Regions from separate parts of the Cricetulus griseus genome. Here region 2 is linked to region 1. The links are chromatin contacts, called in public Hi-C maps. All regions are on one chromosome and are shown on one strand. Each heading gives the region's core, a stretch centred on a gene start, on an enhancer-like site or on the middle of the called end of the contact. The rest is flanking DNA. Distances are from core to core; before and after follow the strand shown. Region 1 holds the start of Mybl1 (myb-related protein A). Region 2 has its middle 32 kb from the start of Vxn.

Region 1 (5,754 bases), core at 1,198-3,697:
CTGTTTTTTTCAGATCACATAGTGTCTTCTATAGAATTTATGCCTCTATCCTTATAAAATTTTTCATTCACATTAATAAATGTTTGTGTGTTGGAGATCTCAAAATACTGAATGACTTTGTTTCTCTGTTATAAATTCAGCTATACTAAGATTCTCACCAAAAGAAGAGTGCCCAATGAATAATATTTTACCCTCAAACATTTCATTCTATTATCCTCTAATATACACGAGTCATTTTTAAATATGCAAGAAATTTAACAGCCCATGAAACTCACTGAAGAAAACCCAAAGAAGCACACCAGAGATGATTTTTCACGACATCCTCTCCCCATACCCGCCCCCTGCAGAAGTGTAGTTTCATTGCATCACAATTACTCCAGACTTATAACTCTTTACACCATTCTATATTGTTTCAATTAACTGGCAAGAAATAAAAGTCAGCAGTACAATTAATGTTTAGAGAACAAACTCCCAGGACTGATAATAAAATAATTTGCAGTAAGTAATTGTTAAGTCATTTCTCCTTGGCCTACTATTAGAAAGCAAGATCAACTGTGTGACAAAACAACAACAACAACAACAAAACTGAGAATGTGGCATTCATATATATCAGTATTTAACAGTAACTTTTCACTAAAAGATGATGACAGAATTAGCCAACATACTGTTTCATGAAAGATTAACAATGATTCTAAGTAGATAATGGCACACAGTAGATACACACAAGGTTCTCTTACTGGCTTGATACATTAACTTTTCAGTTTACATCATTTAAAAACACTGTTAGACTTAAAAATTCAAAAAACCTAAAGCAATACTCCAGCAATCTTAATTATTTTAAATCACCACGTTTTTTTAAAGATTGCAATGTTATGTCCTTGAAGTTGAAGACCAGCAGTTCTTACCTGCATGCTCCTGTTTCCATCCCCCAAAAGATAAGTGGCACCATCCGTAAATATTGTTAGTTGTCCAGACTGGGGAAAAAGGGCTACTGTCTTCTACTGAGTAGAGGTAAAGATGCTGCAAAAATCCTACAACTATCTAACCCAAAATAATAACAGTGTCAAGGTTGTGTGCCTGTCGGTGTATGCACATTTGTTCCACTTCAATGACCAATCTATTCTGTAACTGCTACAGATAAGGCAATTATGTCTTAATAAAATTTATGTTGATATCTGCAGGACCATAATAAATGAATAAAACAAAGTATTTTATGTGTAGTTATTTTAAAGCTAAGTCTGCAATGAATGACTCCCAATACTAAATTTCAACTCAGGAAATACAACTCTTGAGATTTTGAGGCTGCGGATCTAGATAAACGGAAATATTTGGAAATTCTGCCAAATGCTTTGCAGTTTTCCTTAATACTAAAAATCAATACACTGGATTGTTGTCATCTGATTATTCCACACAACTTAGAAGTAGCTATTACAATGGTATTAAAATAAAAGGTTCATAGTACATCTTTCAACAACAACAAAACTGTGTCCTACTTGTTACAACACAGATACAGTCAGAATCAACCATGAACACTCAGAACACAAAGTAACTACAACACACTGTTTTAGTATCAAGTTTACCCAGCCGATGGTAACAACGTAACAATCTTCTCAGAAGCTACTGAGAAGAAAAAAGAAAAAAAAAAAAGAAAGAAAAAGAAAAAAAAAAAAAAACCTCAGAACAGCAGTATGGGGATGCCAGAAGAGATTTAGCAGGTTCCCCTCTCAGGAGAGTTTCCCAGAACCGTGCCCACCCAGGTTTGTCACGGAGATCCTGTTTTGATTGGCACGGCAAGTCAGAGGAGAGAACCCCAGTTTCAAGTCATCCAGACAAACACAACCACTTCTGGTGTGGCGAATCCCCTAAAAGTGCACACTTACCTGACTGGAAATCTCCCTGTGAGTGAGTGAGTGGCTGTGCGCTGTGGGAGAACCCAAGCAGAGGAGCAACCTGAGCATGTGTCACTCTCCCCCCACACAGCGGTCCTGACTCGGGCCAGCGCGACCGAAGCGGGAGTGGGGCAGCGGGAAGGAAAACCTGTGCCCAGGCCTGAGAGGGCCTGAGTGGGGACCAGCGGGAAAGGACAGAGGGCGGGAGCCCGGACAGGGCCGCTAGGCCCGGGTCGAGGGGATGCCACCCACCTGCGCGACCTCTTCGCCATCCTTCAAGTACCGCATAGGCGCGGGCTGGGCGGGGACGCGGGTCAGCCTCCTCCAGCCTCAGACGAATGCTCTCTCTCCTAGACCCTCCCGCCGCCTCCGCCGCTCCTGCCCTCAGGAACGCAGGCCCGGTCAGGTCAGGGCCAGGCGGCACTGGGGGACAGAGGGGCGGACCAAGACCCGCTGCTCCTAGCCGCGGCCCGGCCCGGCCAGGGATGCCCTCACCATGTCAGGAGGCGTGCTCCCGCCCTCCGCCGCCCCTCCCGCCGCCTCCGCCTCCGCCTCCGCCTCGGAGTCCGTCCCGGGCGCCGACCCCCGCCCTCTCCCCGCAGCGAGCAGCTCTGCAGCACTCGCAGCCTCCTGCAGGGTTTTGTCCGCACCGCCGAATCTCGCGCCTAGCCTCCCTCAAGAGCCGCCGTTTGAATCTGCGCACGCGGCCCCGACGCTCATTGGCTGGGGCGGCTGCGCGAGGGGGGGGGCGGGGCGGAGCGCGCGCGCGCGGCGGAGGGCGGAGGGGCGGGCCGGAGGGGCGGGCTGGGAGCCGGGGCTGGAACTCGCGGGAGTCGGGGAGCCGCGCCGCGGAGCCCGAGGGAAGCGCGAGGCCCGGTTCGCGGGCCCGGCTGCTGACAGGACCCGGAACGCTGTCTGAGCCACACGGCGGTGGGGACGCCCCGCGCGGAGGTTGCCGGGAAGACGAGTTTCTGCGCTCCGGGGCGTGGGCCGGAAGCGGCCCGGGGACCGATCCCGCCACCGCCACCTCCGGAGCGGTGCGGGTCGTACCCCTGGGACACGGACGCTCGGGGTCCTGGGCGGCGGAGGACCTCGCGGGCCCTCGTTCGCGCGCCACTTAGGGGGCGCGGTCTTCCACTTAACCTTCTAGCCAGAGAGCTGGCGCAGCCGTTATTTTTAAAGCATGTGTGAACTAGTTTTGCTCAGAAATGACAAGGAAAGTGGCCAAGACCCTGTGGCATCATCACTTGTTTTCCCCCAAAATGAATAAGTGTGACAAGGGGAAGACGTTATCTGCAGACTTGCGTGGAATAGCAGAGGAGTGGTGCTCAAGAAGCTTAACTACGTACTCCATCTACAAAGGGGGTGGGATGCTAGGCGCCGTGGGCGGGGGGGGGGGTGAAGGAGCCGGGAGCTCCGGAACTGCCCCGGAAAGCTGCAGGAATCTGGGAATCTTGCATAAGGAAAGGAGCTTCTTGCAGTTTCAACTTCTCTAACAATTATGAATTACACGGTTAAAGAAGCACACAGGAGATTATTAACTACAGTAACTATTAGACACGGTGAAGAGCCCAAATTTGCAAGGCACCATGCTCTACTGCATAGAGTGCTGACCCACAGGTTAATATTGTAACAAACTGACAGTTTTGCTATTTTGAAACCGTACGCATCGTCTTTGCAAATCAGAGATACAGGTGCAAATACAAATCAAGATGAGCTTGCAGTTTGTTACCATCAGATAGATAGCACTTGCTTTAAACAAAACCAAACAAACAAAAACCCTTCCTTTTTCCCCAGGTACAGATTCTGGAAAGGAAAAGCACTTTAAAAATATTATCTTCTGGGTTACTTAGTAACTTCTAAAGAGAGAAACTAATTTAGAAATTAATATTTTTGAGGTAAGGTGTTGTTATGTAGCCCAAGCTGACCTCGAACTCACTGTGGAGCCCAGGCTGGCTTCATGATCTTCCTATCTCAACTTCTGTCAGGGCTAGATTATGGAGTGCGATGGCAAGCTCCTCCTCTTAGTCTTCAAATGTCATTTGGAATCAGTGCGTTCGTATTTCCTCTTGGATCACACATTATTCCATTTATATTCTAATAGGAAGCAAAACTGATATGTTTAAGTTATGATCCAGTTTTAGACCCTCAGACTACCTTTGTAAAACTTGGAGGCAAGTGTTTCAGATTTTGAAGTAAAATTGATTCCCATCGTTTTTTATAGAGAAACGTTCTAAAAAAAATAGTATTACCTTTGTATGCTATTATAAAATCTATTTTTAAAAAATCTAAAAAAATACAAAATCATTTAAATCTTATAAAATTGGATGAAGTATGAAATTAAAATAGTTCACAGCCATTTGTATACACTAGCTCAAATGTATCAAACAGATTTGAGCGGTTTTCTTTAAAAGTAAACATCTAGCCGGGCATTGGTGGCCCACGCCTTTAATCCCAGCAGAGGCAGGTGGATCTCAGTGAGTTCGAGACCAGCCTGGTCTACAAGAGCTAGTTCCAGGACAGCCTCAAAAGCCACAGAGAAACCCTGTCTCGAAAAACCAACAAAAAATAAATAAATAAAAGTAAACTTCTAGGGCTGGGAAGATGGCTCAGTGGGTAATGCCCTTGCCATGCAAATGTGAGAGAGGACCGGAGTTCCTATCTCTAGAACTTATGTGAGTCGGGATCAACGAGTATGTGTCTCCGTAATCCAGAGCTCCTATAGCAAGGTTGGAAGTAGAATACTTGCAAGTTCTCAGGTCAGCTAGACTGCTTTCATGTAGTGGTGAACAAGACTCTGCCACAAAGTGGAAGGCAAGGATCAACGCCTAATGTTGTTATCCTCTGACCTCCACATTCAAAGTGTGGTGCACACACAAGCTCACATGCACACACACACACACACACACACACACACACACACACACACACACACACACACACACACACGATTTTAAAAATAAACATCCAGGGGCTGGAGAGATGGCTCAGTGGTTAAGAGCACTGACTCTTCTTCCAGAGGTCCTGAGTTCAGTTCCCAGCAACCACATGGTGGCTCACAACCACCTTGAATGAGACCTGGTGCCCTCTGCTAGCATGCAAGCAGAAGACATAATAAATAAATAAAATCTAAAAATAAATAAACAAATAAACATCCAACACACGCATTCCCTTGGACGACCTGCCCTAGGCATCGAGGAGAAAGCACGACCCTGCCCAACACCTACCCTTTCAGAGCCAGGCAGTTGGGCACTATTATGGTGAGCAAATATATGGTGGGGTGTGAGAGAGGTAGGGTGGAAAGCGGCAGATCTGAAGAGGTGAAGACATTGAGGAGCGAGGTGACTTACGTGGCCTACTTGCCACCTTGAGCCATGGTGATGTCTGGGTCTAGGCTGCTACCAAGGGCCATGCCTGGGTCCGTGGCCCTGCTGCAGTCATGGTCTGTTTTGATGTTCATGGCTCCTGTTACCACCTAGAGGTTAGGGCTGCACAGAGTTGTCATCACCTCTCACTGGCTCCAACTCTAGGGAGAACTGGCCCCGCCCCTCACCGGCTGCTGCACTCGGGAGAATGGGCCCTGCTCCTTCTCACCTGGGCAGCACAGTAGAACTGACCCTGTCAACGGGGGGGGGGAGGGGGGGATGAGGATGGGCAAGGGTGAGCTGGCCTCGAAAACGTGAGCGTGAGAGAAAACTGGCCATACAGCCGTGTGAGCAAGGCAGCGATGCCCTCTCACCGCCACCTCTGACTACTAGCAGATGAGAGAGCTGGCCTGGAGGTCAAGAGAGCAGGAGAGCTACCCGTGCCCCTCACCAGCTACAGCAAAATGACCCCTGCACCTTGCCGTTATTGCTGGCCCTGG
Region 2 (5,754 bases), core at 2,216-4,715, 76 kb before region 1:
AGTCAGCAACAGGGCCTCAGCTGAAGGGACTGGCTGAATGACCTATGCTCCCAGGGCTTACTTTTCTCCACCGCTATGGCCTTTCAGTACCCACCACAACTTCCAGGGTCCCAGGGTCCATCCCGGGTCTGCTGGCTTTTCCCCTGGCCTGAATGATACAAACTTCCTCCTCCGTGCCCACCTCATGCTTCTTGCTGGAAACTGCCCCATGACTCACAGCACAGCCACTCACAGAAGGGTGCCAAGGCTGACTACAGACAGCCGTCTGGCAATAGCCAAGACTGGAGTCTGCCTAAGCCACAGGCAGCATTTCCAGGACATGTAGGGTAATAAAGTTGCCAGTCACATATTTCAGTCCTTACTCTCTCTGGAGATAACCCACCCCAGTCAGCACCAAGGTTGCCTGGAGCCGGCAGATGGGCAGTGGGTAGGAAAAGCAAGCCAGCCAAACCCAGTTTTAAAAAGGAATCATGTGACATGTCGTCTCTGACACAAAGTTGGCAGACTCAGAGAGATAAATGAGGAAGAGCACAGGCAAAGATGAGGGGGTGGGGGAGTCAGGGTAGAATTTGCACTCCAATCTCTAATTATTCACCAGAATGCCATCCTCCACCCTGACAAGCGTACTCCTGTCCCCTCTCAAAGGACAAGGAGGCCTGCTCTGAAGACCAGCCCCCACACTTGGCCCTTTGATGTGACACGTGGGACCTGGGACAAGATTCATATCTACCTTCATTGAGAAGGATCAGGAAAGTGGAGAAAGAGCAGCAGACTGAACTTGACACTGGCACAGTCATGGACAGGGTGGCTAAGCCTATACTGGCTGCACCCTTGGCCCTTGTTGGAGTCTGTAAAAGATCCAAGCTGAGAGGCTCTTACAACTCTGTGTCCAGGTCTCTCCCCACACCCCTCAGATTTCTCAGGTCCAAGGCAAGTGCCCTTTCTGGGGTAACACACACCATCACTTACCTCTCCAATTTTCTTCAGTACTAGGGTTTAATCCAGGCCTTTCTAGCACTAGGCAAGAACTCTATTGCTGGACAACACACTCAACCCTCTCCTATCTCATTTTTAAAGTTTATTTTGAATCAAGTTCTCACCAAGTTGTATAGACTGACCCCAAACTTGCAGTCCTCTCCCATTGGACTCCCAAATAGCTGGTATTACAGGCAGGGGTCACAGGATTGAGCTCTAGGCTAGCCCAGAGAGCACATTTGCCATAAGGCAAATTCCCCTGTCTCCAGGTGACTGAGGCTTTGTTTCAACCTAAAGAAGCCATCATTTTCCAGTGGGGCAGGTGGTCTGAATCCTTCCTGACCCCCGATAGACAGGTGTCCCTGGAGTGCTGAGTGAATGCTGACCTGTATTTTGGGGTCTACCCACGAGAAACAAATTGAGTGTCTTATCCAACCACCTGAGCTCCAGGGAGAGGCCCACCTCAATGTCGTCCTGCTTTGTTCATGTCACACTCCACAAAGCTAAGCACTCTACCCACCAGGAAATGGAGGGGCTTGGCAGAGGGCTGGGGGAACATCAGTTCAGCAGCAGCTTCACTCCACAAGACACAGCTATTTGTAACAGACTAGATGCTACAGATAATGTCCCAAGAACAAGCTTGTTCTCCAGATGCCAGCCTTTAGATGAAGACAAGAGGCTGCATAAACTATGCATATCGTTTCTTGGTACCACCCAGGACTAGTTCAGACCAAAGCTAATCAGTGAGGGCAAGCTTGGTCTCAGCATCGCCATGTTGTTCCCTCTGCTTATCAACTTTCCATAAATACACACACACATACATACATACACACGTACCCTTTCTGTTCCCTTCCTTGCTTTCCCCACACACTACACCTTGACCTCTAGAAGGGCCTAAGACCCCAGGGCTCTTTGGCCACCCAGGACTCTCGTCTCTTCCACCCAAAGCCTCCAGTCTTGAGTACCCCATGCTCTACACTTCCAACTAGCAGAAACCCTGACAATGAGAACTTGGGTCATTGTGCAACCTCATGAAGACTTCTGAGTTCACTTTCTTCGTTGGTTGAAAAGAAAATGTCCTACCTTCCTCCATGTCCCAGAAATGGTTGAACAAAATCACCTGTGCCAATATGCAGCTGATTTTAGTATGGCTGCTCAGGTGAGAATCCTGGAACACTTCCACACTAGTTGAAAATGCCCAGGGCGACCCTGAGCCTTCATCCCATGTTGTCTCTGGTTGTTGGGCCTCACCGTTGACTTTTCTATGGACGGTAGTCATAGGCAATGTCCCACATGTCAGAAGCCATAATTTATGACAGTATTCACCATCACCAGTTCTCAAATTCGTGACTGTCCTCCTAGAGACAATGCATTAGAATGAGCCTGTCTTTAGACTGAAGTATAGACCACATCAGCATGAAGTGAACCAAGGTATGATGGGCTTGCCCTTTACCTTGTCACAAGTTATATAGACCTTAGAGAAAGAAGGTGATTGGAGGGATGGAGAGGAGACTGTCTTTGGACTAGAAAGTGATGTTTTAAATTCTTTGCATTCACAGTGTAACACTCATCAGAAGCAAGTGTCCTCTATGTAGAACACAGAAAACTGTTGACAGGGTCCCACCATTCAGCCCAATTGCTATGGACCCCTGACAGTGTAGAAACTACAGGCAAGAAGAATGGTGCCAGGTTGCCACCTCACTTTTCTTATACTGAGACAGTTTCCTTACTGCTTGAATATCTTTGGGCCCCTATTTTGCCTCACCTATGCACTCAAATTGAATTACCTACTTGATCCACCTCATAGCCATATGAAAACCCAGCAGAGTCCAGGCCTAAACAGGCTTTGGAAATTGTGAATTGTGCTAACATATGGTGTTGTGATGATCTACCCCATTCAGAAGAAGCAGAGCTGGGTGGGGAGAAGTGACTCAGGCAGCAAGGCAGGCGTGAGGACTGAACACTAAGCAGGGACTGAAATAGAATCATTTCCTGAGCCCAGGGGCCAGGGTTCTCAGAAGATGGTGGGCAGGGGAGGGGCTCGAGGCTGGCTGAACCCAAGGTTCCCCATTTCCCACCGTAGCATCTGGGCTAATCCTGCAGCCCCAGGTAGCCACACACTGTGCCAGGTCTGTACAGGCCAGTGACCCTTGGCTCACAAGCAAGACGTGGGTGGTGACTACTCTTTTGAATTCAAAAGGTTCTACTTGCTGCCAACTGCTGCCCTTGGCCTCTTGCCTGCATTCCCTACCAGCAAAATTAGCCTACAGCTGAAACCTACAAAGGATATTGCAGGCCCTGCCTGTGTGCTCCAACCCAGAGGAAGGAGGCCAAGCCCTGCTCATCCAGCCTCACTAGGCTTTAAGGCAGAGTCCAGGACCCTCAGGATGGAAGCACTACTGAGGGACCAAGTGTGGTGGGAGCTTGTCTGGTTGGGTATAACCAGACAGGGTTTGGTGTGTCACAGACAAGCACTCCTGAATCACATTCCTGCTATTCACCCAGGCCAAGGAAAGAAACAGTGACCTCACCAGGAGAGAAGGCTATGAAGTCTCACACACAAGCCCCACAAATCCAGGAGATTTGTGTACCATGAAAACTGCCCCCAAGAGCCCTTACTTGCAGAATAGCAGGTACGGTGTAGAGGCAGGGATGGGGTAAGGGGTGCTGGGATGGGGTGGGGGGGTACTCTCTCATCTAGAGAGACCTCCCTTTATGCCTCAGGAGTGAAAGGACCTGCCCTCTTGCTACCGTATAGACACTAGAAGGAAGTCAAAACTGCTTGTCATCTTGGTTCTCTAGCGCCTGGCCAGCTCCTGGGGCAGACTGCTCTGCAACTGCTGGGAGATGGATGCCATTGTGAAACTACCCTTCCCCTTCTGCAACTTGCTCTTTCCTAGGATGTGGCTAGAGCTGGAGCCCAGGGGAAGTAGGAAGTTGGGATGAGGAGGGATGTTCCTGTTCTGGCTTCATTATCTTATGCTCTGTTCATCCAGCCTGAGGAGGAGTGTAAAAAGCTATCCCTGGTCCCTGAACTGGGTGGAGATACCTTGATACACACAACCTGAGGCTGCATGTCATGATGGACCCGCATCCTCAGGTTGAAGCCACATATCCTTCTGTGCCCTCCACTCTGGGTTCAGCGGACTGTTGCATATGAAGACAAATACAGCTCCATTAACAGGAGCTGATGTATACCGTTTACATGTGCCAGGCTCTGAGCTAACTGCTTAAAGTACCTCCGCTCAAGTGATAGTCCAACCAAGACAGTGGGATGAGCTTTCATTGAGCTACACATGATTAGAAGGATAGAAACTCCATGTTCCTGACTGGAGCCACAGCTTCTTTTCAAAAAGAAAATGTTGCCTGTGGCTCCAGGAGGCAGGAGGCCAAGAAGGGCCCTCAGCCAGCCCATTACTCAGCAGGTAAGCTAATTGCGAAAGACAGTGGCTCAGTTGTCATCCCAATGTCCAGGGCAACAGTACAAACAGTGTGCATAACACAGGGCAATGCCCTGGCCTCCCTGACACAAAAAAACCCCTGTGGCGTATGTGGTGAGAGGGGGCAATGGACAGGGAAAGCAGGTAGGCCTCTTGATGCTGTGAGAACATTCCTCCACCCAGGGACATTTCTAACCTCTTCACTCTGCCTGAGTGTACAGTCAATAAAACCACTGGCCTGGTTCCCACCTGGGTGATTCTGAGTGTGTGGGGGAGGGGCCTCCTCCTCCACCACAAAACCTGAATTTGTGATGGAGATTTCAGAAATACATCCCCATCCAAAATTTAATGCTGTGCTTTAAATTGCCTTCTCTAGAAGAGGACAAAAAGCAAAAGTAACCTTAAAGAAATAAATTTAGTAATGTAATGAGATTGAATGAAAAAAAAAGAAATAAAAAAAAGTAAGGACATGACTGCTCCTAGGTATGGTGGAGTAGAAAGTTTACTGTAGATAAATGGGAGAGCATAACCAGAGCCAGGGGATTCTGGGAGAGTCCAGAGTAGTCACCTTGAGCCTTGTGAGAGACGGGGAAGGGAAGGGAAGGGAAGGGAAGGGAAGGGAAGGGAAGGAAGGGAGGGAAGGGAAGGGAAGGGAAGGGAAGGGAAGGGAAGGGAAGGGAAGGGAAGGGAAGGGAGAAGAGAGAAGGGAACCAGGTGCAAGCAGCCAGGAGGCCCAAAGGTACAAAAAGGGTGGGTAACCAAAATGGTTGGATTATATAGGGAAGGGCAGCCCAGCCTTTGGGCTGGGGAAGTCTAGGGTAGAGGGTGGGATATGACAGCCAGAAGGACCCTATAACAGGTAGGGGCTGATAGATGCTGGGAGAACCTGGAGTCCAGGTCCACTTTGATGTGTTAAATAGGCACCTCAGGCGTTAGTCCCAGGTATGAAACCTACCATTCTAGCCTTTTTGTTGATAATAAATAAATGATAAGGGGTGGTAGGTTAATCTTCTATGACTACTTCTTGTTGACAGCAGGGCATCATTGTTGGGGGTGCCCAAGGAAGCTGGAATGCTGGCCAAGAGCAGGCTATTTCACTGGCTGACCAGGCTGTGCAGGACCATCTGGGGTTAGAGACCTGCAGGCAGCCCTTGGAGCAATTTGTTAGGCTGGACCACCTGAACATCTGCAGCTGGCTAGTTGCTAGAGCAGTCTGTATTTGGTTTGAAATCTGCTGGGACATATAGACTAGAGCAAGAAAGTAGTTGAGGTGTTCAGGGGAAATTTTTTCTTAGGTGTACATTTGAACTGCCACAGCCCTGGCAGTTTCAAGAGGGGA

The links. Hi-C and Micro-C count contacts between places; a contact is called where the count stands out from the background.
Region 2: a Hi-C map of fibroblasts shows a contact between it and region 1, with 2.5 times the contacts expected there. The contact joins the enhancer-like site here to the promoter of Mybl1 in region 1. A contact is called at or near these places in 2 of 8 Hi-C or Micro-C datasets (the CHL-YN cell line and fibroblasts).

Annotation. Positions count from the first base shown.
Region 1 is chr2:150,516,562-150,522,315 of CriGri-PICRH-1.0, reverse strand. Mybl1 (myb-related protein A) reads right to left here and starts at 2,447. Exons shown (of 15, transcript XM_027398873.2): 1 at 2,142-2,447. The coding sequence starts at 2,161.
Region 2 is chr2:150,593,297-150,599,050 of CriGri-PICRH-1.0, reverse strand. No RefSeq gene overlaps it. Among named protein-coding and RNA genes, the nearest start is that of Vxn, 32 kb to the left of the region's middle. Within about 2 kb of position 3,465, at least 4 of the 6 cell types and tissues checked have open chromatin away from gene starts, as enhancers often do. A contact at or near this core is called in fibroblasts, where this site is marked.